Linked DNA regions of Mus musculus: regions 1, 3, 4, 5 and 6 are each linked to region 2. Evidence: chromatin contacts called from public promoter capture Hi-C data. All regions are on one chromosome and are shown on one strand. Each heading gives the region's core, a stretch centred on a gene start, on an enhancer-like site or on the middle of the called end of the contact. The rest is flanking DNA. Distances are from core to core; before and after follow the strand shown.

Evidence for each region. Promoter capture Hi-C pulls out the DNA fragments that hold promoters and counts their contacts. Capture Hi-C pulls out chosen DNA fragments and counts their contacts.
Region 1: a promoter capture Hi-C map of hippocampal neurons shows a contact between it and region 2, with 4 times the contacts expected there. The contact joins the enhancer-like site here to the promoter of Rpp40 in region 2. A contact is called at or near these places in 13 of 39 promoter capture datasets (the 3T3-L1 cell line, 3T3-L1-derived adipocytes, the C10 cell line and 7 more), 3 of 484 Hi-C or Micro-C datasets (embryonic stem cells, forebrain and uterus), 5 of 115 datasets of contacts at active chromatin or transcription factors (astrocytes, embryonic stem cells and large pre-B cells) and 1 of 9 other capture datasets (adipose tissue).
Region 3: a promoter capture Hi-C map of liver shows a contact between it and region 2, with 5 times the contacts expected there. The contact joins the enhancer-like site here to the promoter of Rpp40 in region 2. A contact is called at or near these places in 13 of 39 promoter capture datasets (the 3T3-L1 cell line, 3T3-L1-derived adipocytes, the C10 cell line and 7 more), 1 of 115 datasets of contacts at active chromatin or transcription factors (large pre-B cells) and 2 of 9 other capture datasets (adipose tissue and liver).
Region 4: a promoter capture Hi-C map of pre-B cells shows a contact between it and region 2. The contact joins the promoter of Ly86 here to the promoter of Rpp40 in region 2. A contact is called at or near these places in 6 of 39 promoter capture datasets (the 3T3-L1 cell line, 3T3-L1-derived adipocytes, embryonic stem cells and 3 more), 1 of 115 datasets of contacts at active chromatin or transcription factors (pro-B cells) and 1 of 9 other capture datasets (liver).
Region 5: a contact with region 2 is called in a promoter capture Hi-C map of embryonic stem cells, with 4 times the contacts expected there. The contact joins the promoter of Pxdc1 here to the promoter of Rpp40 in region 2. A contact is called at or near these places in 10 of 39 promoter capture datasets (the 3T3-L1 cell line, 3T3-L1-derived adipocytes, cranial neural crest and 5 more), 5 of 115 datasets of contacts at active chromatin or transcription factors (astrocytes, embryonic forebrain, embryonic hindbrain and 2 more) and 2 of 9 other capture datasets (adipose tissue and embryonic stem cells).
Region 6: a contact with region 2 is called in a promoter capture Hi-C map of adipose tissue. The contact joins the promoter of Prpf4b here to the promoter of Rpp40 in region 2. A contact is called at or near these places in 15 of 39 promoter capture datasets (the 3T3-L1 cell line, 3T3-L1-derived adipocytes, the HPC-7 cell line and 9 more), 8 of 484 Hi-C or Micro-C datasets (CD4 T cells, CD8 T cells, LSK cells and 5 more), 11 of 115 datasets of contacts at active chromatin or transcription factors (the SCID.adh cell line, acute myeloid leukemia, astrocytes and 6 more) and 2 of 9 other capture datasets (adipose tissue and embryonic stem cells).

Annotation. Positions count from the first base shown.
Region 1 is chr13:37,311,443-37,315,502 of GRCm38.p6, reverse strand. No RefSeq gene overlaps it. Among named protein-coding and RNA genes, the nearest start is that of Gm40913, 20 kb to the left of the region's middle. RefSeq lists an enhancer at 1,693-4,060. Within about 2 kb of position 2,787, at least 95 of the 459 cell types and tissues checked have an H3K27ac peak or open chromatin away from gene starts, as enhancers often do. A contact at or near this core is called in adipose tissue, forebrain and hippocampal neurons, where this site is marked.
Region 2 is chr13:35,904,780-35,909,074 of GRCm38.p6, reverse strand. Rpp40 (ribonuclease P 40 subunit) reads left to right here and starts at 2,728. Exons shown (of 8, transcript NM_145938.4): 1 at 2,728-2,871. The coding sequence starts at 2,749.
Region 3 is chr13:37,289,005-37,293,208 of GRCm38.p6, reverse strand. No RefSeq gene overlaps it. Among named protein-coding and RNA genes, the nearest start is that of Gm30600, 42 kb to the right of the region's middle. Within about 2 kb of position 2,293, at least 68 of the 459 cell types and tissues checked have an H3K27ac peak or open chromatin away from gene starts, as enhancers often do. A contact at or near this core is called in adipose tissue, where this site is marked.
Region 4 is chr13:37,342,961-37,346,921 of GRCm38.p6, reverse strand. Ly86 (lymphocyte antigen 86) reads right to left here and starts at 1,577. Exons shown (of 5, transcript NM_010745.2): 1 at 1,348-1,577. The coding sequence starts at 1,483.
Region 5 is chr13:34,651,323-34,655,408 of GRCm38.p6, reverse strand. Pxdc1 (PX domain containing 1) reads left to right here and starts at 2,728. Exons shown (of 5, transcript NM_025831.3): 1 at 2,728-3,229. The coding sequence starts at 2,974. Gm15908 (predicted gene 15908) reads right to left here and starts at 2,486. Exons shown (of 4, transcript NR_105041.1): 1 at 2,181-2,486.
Region 6 is chr13:34,873,166-34,877,001 of GRCm38.p6, reverse strand. Prpf4b (pre-mRNA processing factor 4B) reads right to left here and starts at 1,473. Exons shown (of 15, transcript NM_013830.3): 1 at 1,308-1,473. The coding sequence starts at 1,348. It overlaps Gm36839 (a long non-coding RNA gene), which reads left to right and starts at 1,762. Exons shown (of 2, transcript XR_382181.1): 1 at 1,762-1,833; 2 at 2,434-3,374.

The DNA.
Region 1 (4,060 bases), core at 1,538-4,037, 1.4 Mb before region 2:
TCCTTATGCTCATTCTCCCAACTGCTCTGTCAAGGTAATAAAATTTCTCAGAATTTTCTTAAGTTAATATTCAACATTTATATAATTATGACCACAGGAAGGGTTCACAGCAAAGCCAGATATTGGACTATGATTATGTTTGCTTTACTGTATGACTTTGTGCTTTCTCTGGAGTCTGTTATTGAGTTAGTCTTAAATTTGTATCACCTTCCTCTAGCTTTCTTTACCACCATCAGTAATTCATTCCTACGTCCTGGAAACTATTCTTCTGGGATATTTATTCATTTCATTTGTATCTTCTAGGAGAGAGTCTTCAGAAGGTCCCATGCCTCATTCTTCTACATTCTTCTTTCATCATCAGGCCTGAAAGCCTGCCTACTATACTCCGCAGAGCACTTTGTCAATCACTCTCTTTAGGTACTCCCGTTAAAGGCAGTCACAGTTTTTGTTTGTTTTTGGTTTTTTAGAGATCACACCTCCTTTTAAATAAAAAAAGGTGACTTATTTATTGTATTTTATGTGTATGAGTGTTTTGCCTGCATGTCTCTGTGTTCATCAAGTGCTTGCCTGGGGTCAGCAGCGGTCCTAGGAGGGCATCAGCTCCCCTAGAAGTGGAGTTCCAGATGTTTCTGAGCCATCATGTGGGTGCCGGGAATGGTACCCAGGTCCTCTGAGAGAACAGCAAGTTCTCTTAACCACTGAGCCATCTCTCCAGCCTTAACAGGATTTTAAACTTTGGAAACATACACCATTAGGTTTCTGGCAGGGCATTTCCAGGCAAGTGTCAGGAATTGCTGCTCAGTGATATCATGGACCCTTGGAGCTCCTGAACAGCAGCGGAGAGGCACAGGGAATGGCCTCCCACAAGCATTGACTCCTGAAGGCAGCTACAGAGGTGTGTGTGTTTGATTACAATTTCTAGAAATACCTTTTTCCCAATTTGTTTTCTCTTCTTGTAACAACTCAGTGACCCATGCTAAGTCTCCTTCACTTCGAAATAACGTCCGTTTTCTTGGTTGCTAACTCAGTAGACATGTTTCCCCATTTGATGAAGGAGACTTCCCCTGTATGGAATAGTGAACTCCAGCTGCTGTAAATGAGACTATCCAAGGAACTTTGCTCAACGCATGAGCCCTGTCTTTGGTTTAAGCTCTGCTGTTGTCCCTTTGGAATTATTAAAGACTTATTGTTGAGAGAGTTTTGCTCTGGAGCCCAGGCTGGCCTTAAATGAGCTAACCCTCTTTTTTGGTTTGCTGAGAGTAGGATTTATGCACAGGCATGCCAAGCCTTCTGGAAGACTTTTTAAGACAAAGGATCCCATTTGATCGATATCAGTTTGCCTCGATCCCCTCAAGTTGTGGAGCTCATCTTGTTTTTCTCTTTTCTTGGATAAAAATTGGTCAATCTTTTTTTTTTTTTTTTGCCTTTTATTGGAATTTCTGGGAAGCTTATGTGAAATGTTACATTTTTCAATCTTTCATTGTTACTAGCATTTAAAACTTTTAAAAATCCCCTTTCTGTCTTCTTACTATTCCCTTTCTTGTGTATACAATATGTATTCACATATATAGTCATATATATATTTATTCTTGTACACACACACATATATAAAATGCATTCAGTATTTTTATCCATTCTTCTGAGAATGCTAGTAGCCATTCTTTCTGTACATTTTCTTAGGGGCTTCTTCTTCCCCACCCCTGTTTACTTGCAGGCAGTAGTTTGTGTTGCAGGTAAAAGCAGATACACAGGGTTTGCAAAAGATGAAAGGTTTTTTTTGTTTTGTTTTGTTTTGTGTTTTTGTTTTCTTGTTTTTCCTCCTCCGAAGTAAGAGAGAATAAAAGGCCAGGCAGTGACACAACTACTTTAAGGTAGAAGAGGCAACATTGAGGAGCAAGAGTGTCTGGAAAGTGGGAGGATCTGCTTCTGAACTAGCCAAGTATTGTACAGACACAAAGCTAAAGAGGAGAAGAAACTGAGAAGATCTGCAGTGCAGGAATCAACGCCGGCTCACCATCAAGCGGCACTGCGGTCTCACCTGAACCTTCAATGTGCAGCCAGCCCACTCAGCGACCTCAGGCCACCCTTTCTTCTTAGCCTTGGGTGGGACGAGGGGCAAGGCAGAATGGTGCTTGCTGTCAGTTGTTGGCTAGAGCTAAGGTGAGGGGCAAAGTGTTGAGGGATGCTGAGGACAGAAGTACAGAGGAGCAAGGGAGCTGGCTTTTCTATCCAGATCTGGTAAAGCAAAGAACAGAGGAGTGACTAAGGGAGCCAGGGAGATGCCTCTGAAGATGGGACCCTATGCTTATAGGCAGTGTGAAGCCTGTTCCTTAGTCTTGAAGGAATGGAAACTCAGAAGAATGCAAGCGGGCTCTGAACACACAGATGATTCTGCAGTTGAATTCCGGAGGGAGAAACACCTCGGGGAGGGGCTGTCAAGTGAACAACTTAGACGGACCCAGGAAAGATCACATAAGGAGTCCTGCTTCAAGACTGTCAAAGCCATTGGGTCTTTTAGGTTTAAATTCAATTCTGCAATGGGGTGAAATGTAAGGTATTAGTTTTAGGAAGGACCCTTGCTTACTTGGTGATTCACCTGTGAATAACAGCAAAACCCCAAATCCGAGAAACAATGCATCAGGCAATACTAGATCCGCAGCCAGCCAGCATCCCGCCCCTCAAGAAAAAAATTGCAGACCATGACATCATTCCTCTGGTCTCCCCACACCTGCTCGAGTCCCTCGATGATACCACCAGATGGCGATGTTGGCCTAAGTTGTAGTACATTCTCTAGTCCTGGGAAAGCCTGACCTGAATATAAAACTTCCCTAATCACCACATTTGATTCCCCAGCAGAACAGCACAAAAAAACCTACTGCGGATTCCAAAGAGGCCAACATGGCATCTCACTACATTGCGTGGTCCGCAGACCAGACATCGGTGCATATTAAAGTGTGATTGCAAGAAAACAACTTTAAAATTCAGAGTCCAGGAGTGGCCCCCCGCTCCCCCGCCTCCCGCGCCTAGTCTCGCTTTGCGCTCCCTACCCCCACCCACGGTCCAGCAATCTCGGACGTGAGGCTTTTCTGCAGCCGCAGCGGCATGGCTGGCAGTGTGGCGCGGAGGTGGCAAGCTCTAGGGACCCACGCAGCGTCTGTCTGTGCAGTGCCCAGATGGCAGGGGCTGGAGAGGCCTCCAGAAACCTGCAACTCAGTAGCATTTCCCCAACTGGATCTCTGTCATCCTCCCAGGCCACCCCAGCTCAAGAGAACCTACCCCATCCAGAACTTCAGGAGGCAGCTTGGGGCCAGCAAAGGTGGGAGGTGGTGGCATGAAAGTAAGGTCTAGTTAGGATGACCAGTCTCCAGGGTTAGAAGTTTTATAGCTTACAGGGCTTCCACGATCCCAGGTGCCCACCCAATTGGTATTGCTTCCACTAGTAGGTCGCGCCTTGTGTAGGACAGTGTATGATGGGCAAGATGGACCGCAGGCGCCTGCTAGAGAGTGACACTCTGGCTCCCAGTAGCTTGCACCAAAAGGTCCGATGACTGTCTCTGGTCCCCAGCAGTCAAACCTCGGTGGTACTTCTAGGCCTCATAGGCGCGTGCTCATGGCGCACGCACAAAGCCCAGCGGTGCAGTGCTCCCCGGCAGGCCTGGGCTGGCCCCCTCGAAGCGACCAGACGGTGTCTCACAGCGGGCTTGTCCCCGCCGAGGTCATCTGCTAGGCGCAGCTGGGCCGCGGAAAGTAAGAAGCTGATGAATTTTTCATCGCGATTCCCTTGGCTGTCGATCTGAAGGCAGTTTCTGGGGCAGCAGCCTTTAAGGACCTGTCTGTGCCAAGGGCAGCCCCTCCCCCACCGCTCTAATTACTGATAGACAGGAGAAGCTGGTCCCAGGTCCCCTCCTGCTCCTCCAGGGCGTGTCCTGGTCCCTCTGGCTTTGTTTGATTTCTGAGCATTGGGCGAGTGGGAAAGGAGGGATGAGGAAGAGCGCCTGTCTAGTTTAATAGCATGTGTAGACAACCTGCCTGGAAAAAGGAACACAGAGGTGCTCAGCTC
Region 2 (4,295 bases), core at 1,479-3,978:
CTCTAAATCGGGGTTTTTTTTCCTGCTATAATTTCATTGAATAGATTCTCTATGCCTTTAGTTTTGATCTCAGCTCCTTTCTGTCTCATAGATTCTTAACTTTGGTCTCTTGATCATTACTCAGAGTTCTTGAATATTATGGTCCTTTTCAATATTTTCTTTATTGATAATTGGATGTATTATTTCCTCAACCTCGTCATACCCTTTGCTCTGCTTAATCAGGTCTATGGGTTAAACTTTACACTTTGATTCTTTACTTTTTTCATTTCCACAATTTCTATTTGTGTAATTTTTTTTTTGTCAAAATGTCAGTGTCTTTGAATAACCATTCTTCAGCCATAGAGTCTAAGAACTCTGAAGCTGCAACCGATGACCCGATGTCCACAGCTGCATCTCTCCAGCGGGTGATCAATACTTAAGAGAGATTGAAAACTACAAGACAAGCTCTCTGCTCACACACTCTGGTTTCTTTCTTCTTTTCCAACCCTCAGCTAGAACATTAGCACCATGGGAAATATGATCTGGGGAATCTCAGGAGAATGAGAGAACTTGAAGCAGAGACTGAAAAGCTAAGTGTGGTCAGCAGAGGCCCCTGATGAACATGGTGAAGTTAATAATGACAAGACAGCTATGGAGGACACATAACACTTGCTCAATACAGGCTCAAGACAAGAGTCTGCAAGTTCAATGATACCCTCTCCCAGCCTATGCCGAGTACCCCGGAAGAGGCTGCTTCAACATCTCATTGCTTTCCTTTCTCCCTTTCTTTCTACCCTTCTTCCCTTTTTCTTCTTAGCACACTCTTACTGCTTCCCCTTTGTTGCATTCCCTAAACACATTTTATTTCCTCGCATACATTTTCATACATTTCACACCTCATACAGATGTTTATCTTACATTATTTACATTCTCTATTATTCAGCACTTTTACTCTTTTCCCTTTTTAAAAAAATGGATGTTTTTATCTTTTACTTCTCTTATATTTATATAATTCATTATTTAAGATTTTCTATTATTGAGATTTCCCCCTTCTTTTAGTTTTTTTCCCCCCACTAAACCCTTTCTCTTTTCATGTCTCCATCCATGGCACACTTTCTCATCCCGCTTCTTTCTTTCATTTAGGCTTGCTTTCGTTTTCTTGCTATTTTCCCATTTACCCTACATAATCATTACATTCCTAGCATATTCTACATTAGTATTGTAAATTTCTGTTTCATGGTTATTAGTAATATATTGCTGAACCTCAGTAACTTTGGGTGTATTTCTATATCTTCCATTTTGTTACTGTCTCAGCAATGTGTTGTCTCCTTTATGAGTAACACCGGGGAATGAGTCTCGGAGAGTAGGGTGCTCAGTAAGAACAACAGCGAAAAACATCTCCAAATCAACACAGGTCAACACCACACACAGAAACAAAAGCATGAATGAAAAACACAGCAACAGGAGTCCTCCAAAAACAAAATCAATTATCCCAGAGTGGTGGTTCACATCTTAAATCCCAGCACTCAGGAGGCAGAGGCAGGTAGATCTCTTTGAGTTTGAGACCAGCCTGGTCTATATATTGAGTCTGAGGCCAGCCAGGATATATAATGAGACCCTGTCTCAAGACAAAATAACTTAACACCTGGATTCAATGATACTGAAATAGGTAAAATTCTGGGTGATTTCAGAAGTTTCCTAGTAAAAATACTTTAAGACCTCAAAAAAGATTGAAGCAAAAAGATTAATTCAATCTTCCCTAAGGAAGGACCTGGAAAGTCTGCTGTGCACACACGTGCACGTGCGCACGCATGTGTGTGCACACACAGAGAGTAAAATAGATGAGAAAAATCAACAATATGGCTTTTAAGAATTAGCTATGGGGGCTGGAGAAATGGATCATTGGTTAAGAGCACTGACTGCTCTTCCAGAGGTCCTGAGTTCAATTCCTAGCAACCACATGGTGGCTCACAACCATCCATAATAGAATCCAATGCCCTCTTCTGGTGTGTCTGAAGATAGCAACAGTGTACATGGAAGTACAATTCAGCAAAGAAACTGAGATTTGGAGTAAAATCACAAAATAGTAATGTTGGAAATGAAAAAAATAAATTAAATAATTAAAAACAAAGCAAAGAAGTTCTGTTGGAAGTAAAAATGCAGAAATGTCATATTATATTCCTCTGTAATTTCCTATACTTTTTGGGAAGGATCAGTGGGAACTTAGGGGCCTGCGGGTGGGTGAGCATTAGGAACGAGACCATATGAGGAGTCAGGAAAACAGTGCTGCAAAGCAGATGTATTTCCTGACTATACTAGGCTTTTCCTCTGTCCTATCTTCCTCCTTTTTATAAGGTGTCAGGGTCCAGTCCTTCTCTGAGTCCTGTCCAGGTATATGCACTGTTCCTCCACGGAGAAACTGTGGGATAGAATGGATGTGCCAGGTTTTTTCTTTCTTTCTTTCTTTCTTTTTTAAGATGCGGATGGTTGTGAGCCAACATGTGGTTGCTGGGATTTGAACTCAGGACTTTTGGAAGAGCAGTCAATGCTCTTACCCGCTGAGCCATCTCACCAGCCCCATGCCAGGTTCTTGAGAACCTTCAGACCCAGTGCCTGCAGGAACTGACAGACAGGGAAAGAAAGAAGGGTTAGGGCGTGGTGGAGGGAGGGGTGTAGTCAGAAAGGGGCGAATGGTGGGGTGAGGGGCGGGCCGAGGGGCGGGCCGGGAGGCGGGCCAAGAGGCGGTGCTCGCCTGGACTCCTGCTTAACATGGCCACGCTGCGCAGGCTGCAAGAGGCGCCTCGGCACTTACTGGTCTGTGAGAAATCCAACTTCGGCCACGATAAGTCTCGCCATAAGCATCTCGTGGAGACGCACTATCATAATTACAGGGTGAGTCAGGTCCACCCGGCCCTCTTAGGCTGGAGAGCTTTAAGGTAGAACCACGCCGGGTTTCACCCGGCCAGACCTCCTCGGCTTGCGAGGGTGGGCGGAGATCGTCCTCGGGCATGCTGGGAACTATAGTCTCTTCAAGTTTCTTAACTGCTTTTCTTGGCGCTGTGTAGGACTACAATTCCCAGCATGCGCCAAACACAGGGCGGTGCTCGGTCCTATGAGGAACAGCAGAGTTTTTGTGAGTTTGGCGTGGTTACTGCGGTGTTCAGGATTAAATCCTCTCGGTGTTGGGTCGAGCAGGCAGTGGAGGAGTTAGGAATGTAACCTGCACGGTCGGAGTGTGACCTGTACAACATGTAGCCGAATTACACCCTAAGTTTGGGCAGATCTCTGTGGATCAGCTTGTGACTCTTTCCAAAGCATCACGCGGTTTGACAAACGAGGAACTCCAAATAAACTTACCTTACGATGATAAGGGTTTAAGCATTTTACATCTTAAATATTGGCCTGATGGATTTCTCAGATAGATTAGCTGGCGTCCTTGTCCCTCAAGGCTGGTTGTTGGGGCTTTGCGAAACGGACTTTAGATGTTCACTTGGGGATCATTTGAAATCCGCGCGGATTTTGCATCTCTTCGGTTGAAAGGCCATCCCTGCGGTCAGGGATGTATCGCTTATCTCAACTGGTCTCACCTAGGTTTGTCTAGGAAATGGAAGCTTCCAGGAGCACTTTTGCTTCTATGTAGCTTCTTACTAATTAAATGTCCCTAAATCCCAGGAGGAGTTCCTTTGATTTCATGACTCCAGAATAAGCAAATCAAGGCATGTTGAATTATATATACTCTATTTCCTTGACTATAAAGTGTGAAAGACATAACATATATTGCTTGTATGCAAAAATAAGATTCAAGTAAGACTTCCATTGCAATGTCATGCCTCACATTGAAATGCAGAAAGGAAAAACTTGAGTAGTCAGATATCTGTTTACTTGAAATTAATAGAATTGTTGCCTAGTAGGTTGATGGTGATGCACACCTTTAAACCCAGGCAGAGGTGGGTAAATCTCTGAGTGCAAGGCTAACCTGATAAACAGAGCAAGTTCCAGGACAGCCAGGGCTACATGGAGAAACCCTGTCTCAGGGGTAGGTGGTGGTGGCTGTGTGTGTGTGTGTATGTGTGTGTGTGTGTGTGTGTGTGTGTGTGTTTTACTAAGGGTTTTACTGCTGTGAACAGACACTCCAACAGTGACCAGGGCAACTCTTATAAGGACAACAAGGTGGGAGCATGGCAGCGTCCAGGCAGGCATGGTGTAGGGGGAGCTGAGAGTTCTACATCTTCATCTGAAGGACACTAGAAGAAGACTGGCTTCCAGGGAGCTAGATGAGGTCTCAAAGCCCACGCCCACAGTGACATACTTCCTCC
Region 3 (4,204 bases), core at 1,044-3,543, 1.4 Mb before region 2:
TGCTGCACACATATACTAATATCAACTGTGACTATATGAACAAGACCCATGCAAGTTGTACCCAGAAGAAATTCCCAATTTCATCTACTCTTTTTTTTCCTAACCCTACTGAGTCTTCTCATCGGTGCCTGCGTGTGCCCAGGTGAGGAGTCATCCAGTGGAACACAGGTCACATGACAGGTGCCACAGATGAAGAAAACCGATTCTCGTACCCACACCAGCCACAGTTGCCAATAGCTCCTCAATTAGGAGTTAGCTCTAATAAGTCCCTCTGCCTTCCATGCTGGAATTTGGCTACTATTTCTCTGTAGTGATCTACTGCTACCTCTGGATCTCAGTTTTTTTCTGCCCCCCTCTTCCATGATAATCCTTGAGAACTGGGAAACAGAACGTGCTATAGGTTTCCTATTTAGGGCTGATAACTCCACAATCTCTTATTCTTTGCACTTTGACCACCAGGTGTGAGTCTCTGTATTCAACATCATCTCCTGCAAAAGTAGCTTCTCTGATGATGGTGGAGAGCCACACGAATCAATGGGTATAAAGATAAATGTTTGGGGACAATTTATACTATGTCCATTTATTAGAATATTTGTAATAGGTTCTTCCCTAGAGCTTATGATACACTAAGCCCTAGGTTTTTGGCTCAGTTAACTGCAGTAGGCATGAGTTCCATCTTGTGGGGTAGACCTCAAATACAATCAGAAAATGGTTTGCTACTCCAGAGACATTCATGCCACTATTACACTATTGTGTTTTAGTGGCTGCCAGGCTGGTCATTGCTGTAGCTTACAGGAGTCACAGCTGAGTAAACCGTTACTTTTCTCCCACAGTAATATGGACAATGCCTCTGATTCCATGACTGCTAGCCAGTAGGGATGAAGTATTCAGGGCAGTATCAGTTGATTTCTCCGTGTTCTATGGCTCAAGTATTTTCAGCAACAGGATCTTACCATCAAGTTTAGGAGGGTAACAAAGACTGATGGCATAGGTTATTTTGGTTTTGGTGAGGGGGTGTCTATGAGATTTATTACCAACATGAAGAGACACAATTTACACTGGACGCTGTTTTCTTGTTTTTTTTTTTTTTTTTTTTTTTGATAACTTATGGCATCTGGAAGATGTTTTGTCCCTAGGTATAGGGTAATTCCACTTATTTTATACATGTATATGTGTATGTGTTTGTGTACATGTTTTTGAAGCTCACACAATAGTAGGTTTCCATAGATCATGATATGTCTATGTGTGCACATGTGCATTTGAGTGCCAGTGGCCACCAGCATAAAGAGTTAGATCTTCTAGGGCTAGATGCCCAGGTGGTTGTGAGCAGAAGTCTGACATGGGTGCATTGTTCTTGAACTGTTCAAGAGCAGTGAGTGCTCTGAAGGCTAAGTTGTCCCTTCAGCCCCAGTCCCCCTTCTTTATAGCTCCTGACTGTTCATGCAAGGACATGTCCTACTCTGTAGTTTGTTCAGTTCTTGAAAGGATAATGCTTCCTGAAAGGATAATGCCTCCTCTAGATTTGCATTTAACATTTCGTGGAGCTATTTATAATCTCAAGTTTTCCCAGTGTGGCCTTTGCTCTGGCTGGACTACCTAATTATCACACCGTGTTAAAGAAACCAAGCTCATTAGAACCATCTCTTTTGGATTCTTTTTTGCTTCCTCTTAACCCTGGCTAGCTGTGTTATGAGTATATGATTTTGAATGGGGAAATATAGCGGCATGCTTGAAAAACTTCAAATCCTTAGAAAATACCTCAAGAGTCATCTGCTTACTAAGGGTCTAATTTTCAAATATAAAGGACAGGACCTGATAGCTATTTGTAGCTCATTTAGGGTAGTTAATGAGGAGTTATCTAATGAAGAGGCTGAGCAACAGCCTAAGAGTCCTCTTGAATAGGCTTAATCATCTTTGTCTGATGATAATCTATTCATCTTTTTTTTTTAAACCTACCCAAAAGGATACTGAGGAGGTGACTGATTTAGAAATTTAGTAACATATTCAATCCAGTTTGGATTGGTTTTGTATACTGAAAAGGAATCACTGTTTAATAAGTGTGCTTCTACTATATAATTCACAGAGAAGAGAAACATGCTATTTAAGAAAAAGAAACATATTAGATGAGCTCGGGATTGTTAAGTAGCTTCCTAAGTGTTTGGCAATCTTATAATTTTCCCCTTGCTTTGTCTGCATATCTCACTTTTCTTTCCAGACTTGGTTGGGTTCTTTTAAAAGTCATCGTCTCCTGAAGCATGTAATTTTAAGTAACAAGACAGTGAAGTGACATATTGCAACACTGGAATTGTTGAGTCAGCCCTTCATAATTTCACAACTGTTAAAATACTCACACTGGAAACTATGACTAACTCCCTCTAATTCTCAAAAGCCCTCTCAAGAGAAAACTCACATTTTGTGCTACTCAAATGCCATCAAAATGACTCCCTTCTGGCTCCTAGTTCAGCTCAGCAGGCAGCTAGTAGAATAGCAGGTTGGTGCCTGTAAGCAGCTGTGGGCTGCATTAAAAGCTCGCCAGTAATTGTGTCTGAGAGATGAATAGGGCAGAGCCCACTACAGACTCAAGGTTGAAAAAAAAACCCAACAACAACAATGCTTAACAGATTCTGTTATGATTGCATCTTACAAGACATCCACCAATATTTAAGAATGTAAAAATCACTGGTTTTGATGGAGTTTGATGATGCTTTAAAAGGCATGTGTCAGATGCTGAAGTTTAGGGAAATTACAAAATTGAGTTCTTGAGATTCCTCTAAAATCCCCCCCCCCATTTTATTTTAGGGGTATGGGTGTTTTGCCTGCATGTAACTCTGCACAGCACTTGAGGTCTTGGTGCCCAGGGAGGCCAGAAGAGAGTCTCAAATCCCCATAGGACTGAAGTTATAATGGGTAGGAGCTGCCATGTGGATCCTTATGAAATTTATCCAACAAAATGCTTTAGCGCTATTGAAGGTGCTTTTAAAGTCCTCACAGATTACCCAAGTCCCTCTTGCCTTACAGAAATCTTCATCTGGTGAACCAGTTTGTTCAGCCAGAGCCACAGGCCCAGCCAAAGGTACTTGCTGTCTTATTTGTATATGTATTAAGGAGCTGATATTTCTGGTCTTTAAAAAAATGCCCTCTCTGAGTTGTCTGATGTGGATACAAGCATTGCAGTCACTTTTTGACTAACAATTAAAACAGGTCCTGAGAGATGTACCATCAAATTCAGGTGACTTCCTGTGTGAAAACCCTGTGGATCTCTTACACAAGCCTAGATGCTGGAGGTCAGTCAGGGAATATGGCCACTTAAAGCGACAGAGACACAGCAAAGACAAGACTGGGGGAGCTGTTGCCAGCGTCCCAGGGTGCACTTTCACAATCAACACTCTTTAAATAAGTAGGGGTATTCTCCACATGACCAAGAAAAACACGCTATTATCAATTGCATAAACAACCCAATAAATACAGATAAATGCATAAACAGCAAGCCAGCCACATAATTAATTGGTTGTTATCATGATCAAATACTACATGCTTTCTGTTATTTCATGTGTCACTATGCTGCTTTTATTAAACAATTTTTACATACAACATTTTTGATCATATTATCTCCCTTCCCCAATTTCTCCTGGATCTCCCCACCTCTCTATATGTTCTCTCTCTCTCTCTCTCTCTCTCTCTCTCTCTCTCTCTTTCTCTCTCCTCTGCCTCTGCCTCTCTCTCTCAAAACAGAAAAACAAACAAACAAAAAACAACCAACCAATCAATCAATCAATCAATCAATCAATCAAACAAACAAACAAACAAAAGATTCTGGAACTAAACACACATCACCTTAAAAGCCCACAGAGTCTGTTTTGTGTTGGTCACCTTCTTCTGGGCATGGGATCTGCCCTGGAGTGTGGTTCTTTGAAGATAACTGACTTTTCCTCTCCCAGCAGGTATCAATTACAAACAGCTTTTTGGTTAGGGGAGGGGTTTTGTCTTCACTTCTTCTCAGTGGTGGTGTGTGGTCTGGTTTGGACCTTTGCAAGTCTTGTGCACGCATGCTGCCACAGTCTCTGTGAGTTCATGTTTATCAGCCCTATTGTGTCTGGAGGATGCTCTTTCCCTTAGAGTGAGTCATCAGACACCTCTGGCTTTTACACTCCTTCTGTCTCCTCATCTGAATAGTCTCCTGAGCCTTGAGTGAAGACTTTGATAA
Region 4 (3,961 bases), core at 328-2,827, 1.4 Mb before region 2:
CTCTGCAGAGAAGTACCATCTACAAATAGATGCAGCACTGCAGACAGTGTGGCAGCACATTATGTCCCCGTTCTTTCCCTGACAGACCCAGGTGAGTGAAAGGACACATGAGACTCAGTTACAATCTGAGGGAGAATCTTAGACATGGAATAGCCAGTCACATGAGGCTTAATGTCTCGGAAAATCAAATCCCAAGTAGTCCACGTGACCCAATCCGGCTGTCATCCTACTCCTGAAGTGAGCAAGTCCCCAGACGTCTAGGCTCCCATTTGTCCCAAGAACAGCAAGCATCATGAGGTCAGCACTTTCTCCACCCAGCGCGTCCTTTTCTTTTTCTTATTTTTAATTTTTAAAATGCACTTCAAGGTTCCTTTTAAAAGGAAATTTAAAAGAATCCATTGAATTACCCCAGAAACCAAAGTTGGGTGGCAGAATCCGGGCTCAGCTAGTTTGCTTTCATTTATTCTCAGCGAGCGGTGGGACCAACACAGAGGCTCAGAGTCTCCTTTGCATACTCTTCAGCTCATCTGTCCCGTTTCCCTACAGATTTCCAGGTTTCATAAATGTCTGCCTTTCCACAAGCCATTTGTTCTACTGCCCATTGGAAATCGATCCCAAGGCTCATTTTTCCTCGCTGTGTCATAGCGTCACAGAAGGAAAAAGTGAGGTGAGGTACCACATTCAGACTTTAGAACTAACCCACTCCTAAGTTCTGGTTCGTGGTGCCAACAGCGGGGCTCTCCCAGCCCAACGCGTCTCAGTATATGCCACCTCTCAAACAGTTGCACTGAGGTTAAGTTTCTAATACATGCTCCAGGACACAGGCCAACCACAGCACTCCCCTTCGCTGTCCTTGCCCCTGGGGAAACCCTGGCATTGGATGCTACTTCTGACGTGCTTGCTGCTTTAATGGGTGGCACAGTGCGGCATGACAAGAACTCTAGAGGGAGCGGCTGAAGGACAGAGTCTCTGACAAAAGTGACTTGATGCTCACCCAGTTTGCAAAATGGCTGAGGTGAAAAGCCAGCGTAGGCGCAGGATTTGGGAAGAAAAGCTTACTGATCACTTGTTCTTGGGGGAGAGGGCAGGGCTGAGCTCTTAGACTTCGTTCCATATCTAGACTGTTCATTTCTCTCTTTCTGTGGTCTTCGTTATTTTCAGAAGGCTCTTCCACTGTCCCTGGCCTTTCCCTCCTCACGGCTGCCAAGACAAAAGCTCACCGTAGCAGCAAAAAGCACGGAGAGGCTGATAACCTCATCCCTCGCCCATACTCACCCAGTGTTCGTATTGCCCACGTGTAGCTTTAATTTCCCCATAAGCACAAGCAGCCATTTCATAAGACCTTACCACAGCTCTGGTAGACTACTTCCAAGCCCCCACTGTTGCAGGCCGTGTGCTTGGGCCAACCATTTTCGCTGCCATGGTCACTGCTGCTCGGAGAAGTCAGAATCCACACAAGGAGGGCAGCTGCGACACCATTCATGGCGAGGGGGTTGTGTGTGCCCAATGGTAAGCCAGCCCAATAAAAAGACCTCCGAAGCTCGTCCTCCCCCTGAAGGAGTAGTATGTTCAGTTTCACTTCTCGAATACTAGTCTCTGGGAAATATACTGTGAGAAGACAAAGACAGACAGCGGGGAGGGGCATTTGAATACTGTTCCAGGGGGCTTTCACATACTTGAAATAGCAAGTGTGTGTGTGCGCGCGCGCGCGCATATCTCTGAACATGCGCATGCGCATATGGGCAGGTATGGGCTAGGTTGAAAGGTGACTTCTCGCTTTCACAGGAAGAGGTCCTGCAGGACTCTTCAGAACAGCCCCTTTTAGAATCTTTGTCCCCCACTGGAGCTGTAAACTCAGGAAAAATGAGCTTCAGGCCACCATGTGTTTTCTATCAGCGTACACCCCACTGATGTGAGTCTCAGAGCTGGCTAACGCCAGCAGGCACATGTGACATTTTGAGGGTGGTATACTAGAACTTAGGATCTGGAACCGGGTTTTTGGATTTGTTCTTGTCTGGCTTTGGCCCTGGGGTTGGGCCAGCGGAACAGGAGCTTGTCCTAGGAGCCCACACAGAGCTGGGTGGTGCATTCCCTCTGAGAAGTAAGCCATCTTCCATTTCTGGGCCAACAGCACCAGGAGGAAGGATTACCCTTTTAACATTTTTATTTTATTTATTTTTTTAGTGTATATCTGTGTTGTCTTTCTGTGTGTTTGCGTGTGTATGATCATGTGGAAGTCAGAAGGTAACTTTTGGGAGTCAATTCTCTCCTTTCTCTGTGGGTTCTGCGAGTGGCACTCAAGTCACCAGGTTTGTGAGGTAAGTGCTTTTACCCATGGAGACAGTTCATGGGCCCATGGCCTCCCTGAAAGGCTAGTTCAACTAGGAGAGGTGACTGACACCGCTTCTCACACAAAGATGCTGCCCTCCATGGACTCTTGCCGCTCTGCCTCAGCTTTCTTAATCCTAACCCCACTCTATGCAGTTCATCAAACTCACGGCCAAGGCCAGTGATGCTGCAGAGCAACAGGCAACACTCTTTCCCATGGCAGGAAGAGATGAATTATATCCCATTGAGAATGTACAATGTATTTTTAGAAGACTTCTCAATAAAAATATTCTCTCCTTGCATGACAGATGGCATTTTTTTCTATAACATGTAATGCAGCCTCGTAGGAAAAAACGAGCAAGCCACTCCCTCAAGGAGTTATGGGAACTCATTTTGTCAACCAAGAGCCAGGACTTGGGTCTGACGAGTGGTTTTTGGCTCACCTGTTTCAGAAATCAATCCATAATGGTGTCATCTTGAGTTCTGTTATGGTTTGGATATTAACTGTCACCCAGAGTTCCATGTGCTGCTAAGTTTGGTCACCTGCCTGGGGCACCATTGAGATGTGGTGGGACCTTTAATTTAGATCATCTTAAAGAGAATAGTGGAATTCTAACTCTTCGTATCCCTCCTTTTGCTTTGTTTTCGAGCCAACACAAGGAAATCAGGTTTCCTCCATGTGTAGCCCCACCTTAACATGGTCCAATCCAACCCACAGAAAAATGGGGCCACATGTCCATGCTCTGAAACCTCTGATGCTGTGGGGCAACACCAACTTTTCCTCCCTTTGTCTATTTACCTTAGGCACTCTCTCACAGTGACAGAAAGCTAGTATAAGTGCAGTGGTTTGAATACACATAGCCCCGCAGGCTCATGTATTTGAAAGAATAGTCAACATCAAGTGGAATTGTTTGAAAAGATCAGAAAGATTGGAGGTGTGTCCTTTTTGGAGGAAGTGTGTCACTGGGGGTGGGTGGGTTTTGAGGTTTTAAAAGCCCAGCCCCCCACCACCTCCCCCTGTCTCTGCTTACAGATCAGGATGTAGCTCTCAGATACTTCTCCAGCACCTTGCCTGCATACCACTGTGTTTTCTGCCATGATGATAATGGACTAAGCCTCTGAAACTGTAAGCCAGTCTCCAATTAAATGCTTTCTTTTATAAGAATTCTCTTGTTCATGGCGTCTTGTCACAGCAATAGAACAGTGACGAAGACAAGTTTTTAACTGGAAACTTTATAAAGAAAACAAAACATTCTTTGAGAATGTCCTGTTCCTTACTATAGAATAAAATTCAAATCATCTTATGATAGCTATTTAAAATACAGTTATGTATATGTAAATGGTAGCTGAATATTCTGCCAGGCCCTGGTATCATCTCCCCCCCCCCCCTTAGCAAGTTGTGGCTAAAACAGTGATGTCTCTGCTCTTGGCTGTATTTCCCCTCTGCTTTTTGACAGTCCTCTTCCTCTGTCTCCCACTTCATTCCTTTCATAGTGGTCATATTGGGAGTGGTGCCCTCCTTTTCCTGCGGGGTGAAAATAAGACTGACTAAAGTTAGAGAGAAACCAGCAAGGAGTGGAAGGAGGGAGGAAGGCAAGGTGATCTGGAAAAGGAAGGATACTGAGTGGGCTGA
Region 5 (4,086 bases), core at 1,479-3,978, 1.3 Mb after region 2:
ACTTCAGATTAGGCGTGGTCAGCCTGGTACTGTTTAGATCCATATCAGAAAACACCTTTGGTCCCAAGCATTGCCTAGTGCCAATAACTACAGCTCCTATGATTGAGGGGAACAACAACCGTGTCATGTCCAGAAGTCAGCATACCATGGCTCCTCCCCACCCACCGACATACACACTTTCTGCTCCCTGATCTATGATGTTCTCTGAGCCTTAGATAGGGGGTGGGGGTGGGGAATTAATGCCAATGACTCATCAACAGCTGAACACTCACAGCTACTTATATTTGACACTTAGACCAGTTATAAGTCTACAACATCAACCGTTACTCCCTGCAAAAAGAGACTTCTCTAACTAACGTTGAGAGCAATGTGGGAATCCACAGGTATGACAATTTGACTACACGACCCCCTTTAGTGATATAATTATCACCTTTCCCAGGGTCTGTCTTCTCCCCAGTAATGGGCTTTTGACCAGGTTTCTATACCAGTCATGAAATCCCAACAGTAGTGCAGGCCTCACATGCTCTACTACCCAGGAAACCACTATTGTACTGATGGGCACATCTTGGCAGGTAGGTCATACTTCAGCAGTCAGAGCTGGAATTAATTCATGTTTGCAGCCATATGGTTGAGCTCTGTGCTTACATGCCAGGAGTTTACCCACTCCCCTCTGTATGAGCATCTATGCACTGGCAAACAGTAACCACACGTCTCTTAGCATGCACACGTACTAGTACTTTCTAGAATTGGGAAACACACTCCCTGGAGGAATTATTGGGCCATAAGTTATACATATTTTTAGTTTTATCCAAGTCCTGCTAGCTGCCTACCAAGGGCTTGTTTCAATGGAAACATCATTATCAATATCTAAAAGTCCACACTTCCCTTAGAAGCAAACACTTTTGCTCCTGTCAAGTTCATCCAATTTTCAAAGTTTAGGTCTCAAATGTTTCGGGGAATGCACATATTCCAGAAATTATTCTACTTATTCATCAAGTGGGAAAATTTAAGATATGAAAAAAAGATGATTCAAAGACCATTTCAGAGTGGCACATGCCTCCAAACTCAGCACTCCAGAGACTAAGGCAGAAGGATCAGTGGTTTGAGTCAGCCTGGGCTACAAAGTGAGATCTTATATCACAGAGAATAGGGACTTGGTGTTTATTCTTGTTCTGAGGTGTGTGTGTGTGTGTGTGTGTGTGTGTGTGTGTGTTAACCTGGAAAGCACTGTGGTATCCCAGGTTGGCCTCCAGCTTTAAAAGGTCTTCCTGTCCCTGCCTGGGCTACTTGAATTACATACGTGAGGCACTCCAGACCCCTATCATCTTTTTTTTTTAAAGTAGTAAAATGAAGTTTCTAGGCTGTATAGAAAAGTGATTAATGAATGATCTAAGCGGCATAAAAGATAGCGTGTTCTAACCAGTGACTTCCCAACAGTGACTGCTTTTACTCTGCCATCTCGTTTTACTTCCAGATCTCTTGAAGCAACTTCTATTAATAAGAAAACACTTTCTTCAGCGCCCAGGAATGACAGACTCAAAGTGGTGGCTAGCCTCACAGAGCTAGGCCACTCGAGCAGCAGCGAACTGAACTGGAGACTTGGTTGTTCCCACCCAGCAAACTCTACCCTAAAGATGGGGTGCTTAAAAAAGTGTATTTCTGGGGGGTCCTGGGGATGATGCTGTGATAGGAGACAGCTTCAGAAGGGACATGGCTCCAGGCAGTAGTGGGGATTGGCATAGGCGTGCCTGAGCAGAACTTTTTGGTAAATAGGAGGACTGATTTCTGCAGTGACACGAGCGATCTAAGTACCCGCCCCCTGCCGGGGATGACCGGTCAACGGAAATCAGGGTCAGTGAGGTCCAGAGAAGGAATACCTGTTGCCTAACGTCTTTGTTCACTGACTATTTAGAAGCGTATAAAAAGCATAGTCTTTCTCCCAGGTTGTAGGTAGAAGAATGTCTGGAACCAAGCTACAATTCTTAATGCTAGACACTGTTTTTCAATTGGGAGCCATGCGGTACATTCCTTCTCTGTGGGTCGTTCTGCCAAGGGGGACTTCCTAAGCTCCTCCTGAGTTGCTCTCTCCGGGGAGACCCCGGTCTCCTACAATTCTGTCCCATATTCTTTTGGCGGACAACCCTCCTGGGGATCCTCTTCTAAGAACCACACGGTCTTGCCTTCTGGTCTGTCTGTCCCGCCTCGTCCCGGGCCTCCGTCAAGCTAAGGCACGACCGGAATGCGCGGGAGGACCCGGGGCGGAGTCGCCGGTAACCGATGGGACACGGGGCGGGTCAGCCCGAGTCCCGGCCCAGACCAGGCGAGTCAAGGGCGGCGCGGGGACCAGCACCAGTCCCTCTGCCCGGATTCCCGCTTGGTCTGAGCCCGCGTCCCCGCCCCATGCGGCGCCGCCCCGGGACTCTGGACTCCAGCGACGTGTCGATCCCACCCCCGTGTGGGCCTGGCAGAGTGCTCAACTCGGGGCTGGAGAATCCCGAGGATCCAGAGTGGGAACGAGGAGAAAGTCGCCTTGCGCGCGGGGAGAGCGCAGGACCAGCCTCGCCTAGCAGTTGGCAGACCAGGGAGGAGGCGATTTGCGTGCAGCTCTGGGCCGGGACCGCCCGCGGCGGGTCAGCGGGAGGCAGGAGGGAGGCGCCGCAGCCGGGACTCGACGTCGCCGCCCGCGATGGGAAGTGCCTTATAAAGCCGCAGCCCGTTCAGTCCCACAGACTCCTGGCGGCGCCGCCCTGAGCGCGCGGGCCACACGTAGCCGCCCCAGAGTGAGCGCAGAGCTGCGGCGTATTCGCGGGGCACCAACTTCTCCCCCACGGGGACTCTTAACCGCCGTTGCGGGAATCGAGCGCGTCCCACGGAGAACCCCTGATCGCCCCTGCCAGGACTCACTCTGCCCAGGCGGACCCCAGGCGGGGGCCGAGGGCGCCCCCGGCGGCAGGGGCATGCGCCGCCCGCGGCATGGCCTCGGCGGTGTTTGAGGGCACGTCGCTCGTGAACATGTTCGTGCGCGGTTGCTGGGTGAACGGGATCCGCAGGCTCATCGTCAGCAGGCGCGGCGATGAGGAGGAGTTCTTCGAAATCCGCACCGAGTGGTCGGACCGCAGCGTGCTCTACCTGCACCGCAGCTTCGCCGACCTGGGCCGCCTGTGCAAGCGCCTCCGCGATGCCTTCCCCGAGGACCGGTCTGAGCTGGCGCGCACGCCGCTGCGGCAAGGTGCGGGGCTGCGGGACTGGGGGCACCGGGGGATGCGGGGAGATGCGGTTTTCGGGAGGGGCTTTGTGGGGGAGGAACTTAGTGAGGAGCTCATCCAAGTGCGATGAAGTCCGCGGGAAGAGTTACTTAAAACTCTACTATTCGGCACCTGACGGAGGACATCCTAGACCCCGGCTTTCCTGAATGGTCGTTCAGAAAGGGCTGGGAACCGGCACGGAGTCTGGGGCGCACACTCTTGGAGGATAAATGAGATGGCTGGGGAAAGGGACAAGGTCAGCAGGACTCTCGCCTGACTGTCCCAAAGAACGAGCCTCTAGTGAAGAAGCGGAGGCGACATCCAGAGCTGACAGCTACTGGGTCCCAGCTGCTGTGGAGAACCAGTAGAGGCTGGAATGGGTTTGCTGGAAAGGGTAGAGACCGTTATAGAGTATCGAAACTGGGGTGATCGCAGCAGGTATGATCGCTGCTCAGGTCCTGCCCAGTAGAGGCCCCATCTGTATTCTGCCCCGGGGACAGCTGAGCCTGAAAGCGAGGTGCCACGCAGCAATCTTTTCCACCTCTCCTAGGAGGAGGCCGCCCCGCCTGGATCTGTCCGGCCAACCCAGGGTCCCCACCCCTGAGCCGGGTCCGCATTCGGATTTGATTAGCCATGGCCGCCTCCTCTCAGGCCGTGTGACGGTCCTGGTTGGCTGTGACTGTTGTTTTTCTCAAACAGCAGTGGCTTCCCCTTTGCTTCCTAAGGACAGCAAAAGGACTGGAAGAGTGGAGGAAACTGGAGAGAGACCTTGATAGAGACGGGGGAGGGGGGAAGAATAAAATGTGAGGCAAAGAGCCGGGTAAGCGGTAGGGCAGGAGGG
Region 6 (3,836 bases), core at 224-2,723, 1.0 Mb after region 2:
TGAATGGATCCTCCCCTCAAATTAAGTGAATGGACATAATACCAAGAACTTTTCAGATTGCCAGAACTACTTAGCTGAACAGCCGAAGACACCCATCAAGCTAAACTAACATCCTGTAACTGCCACACCATGAACTTGGACAATAAGCTATCTTAAAATCCTATCTGTTCTCTGCTAAGCCCAATTGTCACAACCACAATGCAACTTTCAAGCATACTTAATAAAAACAAATTCTCTGTCAAGCTGAGTAAAGTAAATGACAGGGGAACCCCAAACTAGATTCTCAGCAAAGAAACCAAGCTATCTGTCACAAGTTGCTGGAAACGGTATCAAACACTTTCCTAAACAGGCTGAAAACATAGATAATGCAGATGTAACTGGGGGGTGGGGGGTGGGGGGGGTTGCTGTTGCCACCCAGTCTTCAGTGGTATTCTCTTTAAAGTTAAGCTTTCCTCGCATAAACGTGGGAAACAAAACACTGCTCTTCTTTAAGCAACAGCTAGTCCTTTTGCTTATTCAAGGATGTGTTCTCTTGGCTTCAAATACTTCTATAGTCGCTTAATTAAAAACACAGATTAGAATGATTTAGAAGTAGCAACGATTCCTAATACTTCTCCCATGTCCCTTCCTAAAGGCAAAAACAAACTAGGGCAAAAAACTGCCAGGCCTCAAAACCCAGGTAGTCTACCTTACTTTGCCTCAAGTTTGAAAGTTAGAAATAAGCTACCAATGGACAGAGAAATACCGGGTTGTGGTTGGAAGGAAGAGTAAAGGGCAAAGGACTTCGCTAGCACAATTTCCGGGACAGTCAAAAGTGTGACCCTAGCACCCCCGTCTCTGCTTTTACCATCAGCAGGATCGCAAGGATAGCATATGCGTTAGGAAAGCGGGGCTTAGCCTGCCGGCCGCCACTATTCCTCGGGTCTCTTTAGGGAAGGAGATCACCGAGGGTTGAGATCGGAGAGCTCCACGGTCCCCCAGGGAGGTGCAGGAAGGCGCGACCTCAGGGCAGCAGCAGCCACCACGCTAACTGGACCTGTAGAGGCCGCTCGTGCCGCCGCCTCCCGGGGCAACGACGGACAGCAGGCCGCGCTGCCGGCACCTCAACAGCCGCGGCCCCACCGGCAGCAAAGCCCAGGCCGCTCCCACGCCTCCCGCCGCACCACCCACGGCGCGCGGCAAGGCAAAGTTTGGCTGTCGCCGTTAGGCCTGAACTTTCCCGCCCGTCGCGCAGGTCGCCGCCGCCGCCGTCCCCCGCATTGCCGGCCTGGAGGCCCAGCTCCGACACACCCGCGCGGTGCACTTACTCAGCTTGCTCCCGCAGGGACGGGGGCTCCGTGGCGGCCATCTTGAACTTCCCGACTCCTCCGCGATGCTGGCGGCGGCTCGGCGAACCGTGGACGCCAGTGGAAGCGGAGGAAGAAGGGACAGGCAGCCGCGCATGTGCGGAGCACGTAGAGAAAAGCGGCACTCGGGAGTCCGCGCTAAGAATCCGGATAGAAAAACTCGGCGTCCGGGGGCGGGGCGCGGAACGTAACTTCCGGGGCTAGGGGGCGGGCCGTGGGGAGAAGAAGGCCTGATTCACTTAGAGCGCTGGTTATGTGTGTAAGTGTGAGTGTGTAAGTGTGTAAGTGTAGGGACCTGCTGGAGACAGCAGCAAAGAAAGGGGTCGGGTGCATTGCTGAGAGCTGATTCTCCATGTGATCCAGTAGTGGGTGAAACCTGCTGTGTCTCTCCTTGTTGCTGATTGGCTAGCGGAGAGCTCGTAGACCTGGCCTAATTTAAACAGCCAGAATATCTGCCAGGTCCCCTTTTGACCTTCTGTTCTTTATGGTATGCTTTATATGGGAATTAAGTTTTCTGTTTCTGGGAGGAATACGTTGGAGATAATGGTGATACTGAAATAAGACCGATTTCCGATTTACAGACACCATTCTTCACAGAGTAAAATAAAGCACTTCTAAGCCCGGACACACAAAATAAATGTAATAAAAATGCTCTTGTCGGGCAGTGGTGGCGCACGCCTTTAATCCCAGCACTCGGGAGGTAGAGGCAGGCGGATCTGAGTTCGAGGCCAGCCTGGTCTACAGAGTGAGTTCCAGGACAGCCAGGGCTACACAGAGAAACCCTGTCTCGAAAAACCAAAAAATAAATAAATAAAAAATAAAATAAATAAAGCACTTCTAAAGGAGCTGGTGCTGGAAAACTTTTCCATGGAAGATTTTCTTTTTCACCCAAGTTCATTTCCACGCTATTACGAATTGGAGAGCGAAATCGATGCCTAAAGGCATCCCAAGCTGTTACTGTTAGCAGATATTGAAACATTAGCTTACTCGTGCAGGAAACGTTTACAAAGTGACAGACCAGACAATTACAATTCCTTGGGTTTTTTTTTTTTTTTTTTTTTTTTTCCTCTTCGGGGCCCTGGTAAAGGAACCGCCCGACCCATAGCCGCAGTTTCCGCGGATCAGGACGGAAGTGAGCTCTGCACAGCGGAACCAGCTTCCCGGAAGTCTTTTGGCCAGCCGGAGAGACGCATGCGTGCTGGTGGCCAGAAGAAAGCGTGGGCGTGTTCAAAGCTGCGGGCGGTGGTTGTGGCGTTAGAACTGCGGCGGGCAGCTATGGGGAGGCCCTCCCAGTTCCCTGCTCCAGCTCAGCTGGTCTCCGCCTCCCGATCTCAGCCCCGACCTCTCCTCTGCGGCAACGTCAGCACAGCGGCTTGCCAAGATTGCGTCTGAGCGTACCCCAAGATCCCTCAAGTAGAGGTCCGCCTTGTTCGGTGACACCGTGGAGACCACGGCGCCGGCAGACAATGCAAAAAGTTGAGGCTTTGGAGGCAAGCGTGTCTTTGTGAACGTTTCATCTTTTCCTACCATCTGTGGTTGCTTCAAGTATTATTCCAAACGAGCTGGGCATTCTTTAAATAATTGAAAAATATATTTGAAATATGTGTATTTCTGTGGAGAGCTACTAATCTCGTACACGGTTGCCATGGAACCCAGTGAGCTCTCAATAGGCTAATTGTAACAGACTACAAACAAATTACGAGCATCGTAAAACCCGTTGACTCTTGGAGTTTCCAGGTGTCTTTGAAGAGTGTAGAAGCCATTTGAGCAGCACTTAGGTTTAAAATTGGGATTTGGACCTTTAATGGGAAGACGCCAAACTGGTGTTAACACGCTTGAGGCATCATGCCTGTCTTAGTGTAATTTTTTTGTTGTTTTAAAATACTTCTGTGCATTTGTGAATTTGGACAAACTCAAAGTAAAGGAAAATCATCCCCCAAGTGGATAATTCCACGTTGAACCAGCCCGAACATGTTGGCTTATTTTTAGCCCTTTCCTATGTGAAATATTAAATTTCACACTTGTGTACACAGTGTCATCGCTTGCTCTTTTTCACATAGCAGTTTTTGCTTCATTCTGGTTTGCCAAGCATCTTCTAACTAGATTGTTGTCCTTGTTACTAGGTATCTAGATTGTATCAGCTTTGCAGCAGTATTAACTATAAAGAGAAACACCTAGAACAATGTTCTAAAAGTAAGGGCTGGCTGGTGAGGTGGCTCAAGTGGGAAAAGATGCCTGTCAAGAGACCTGAGGGCCCAGCAGTGGTGTGGCACACACCTTTAATCCCAGCGCTTGGGAGGCAGAGGCAGGCGGATTTCTGAGTTCGAGGCCAGCCTGGTCTACAGAGTGAGTTCCAGGACAGCCAGGGCTACGCAGAAAAACCCTGTCTCAAAAAACAAACAACAATAAAAAAAAGAGACCCGAGGAGCTAGGTTCAATACCCAGACCCCCTCATCGATTGTCTTCTGACCTCTGTTCATGAACACACAA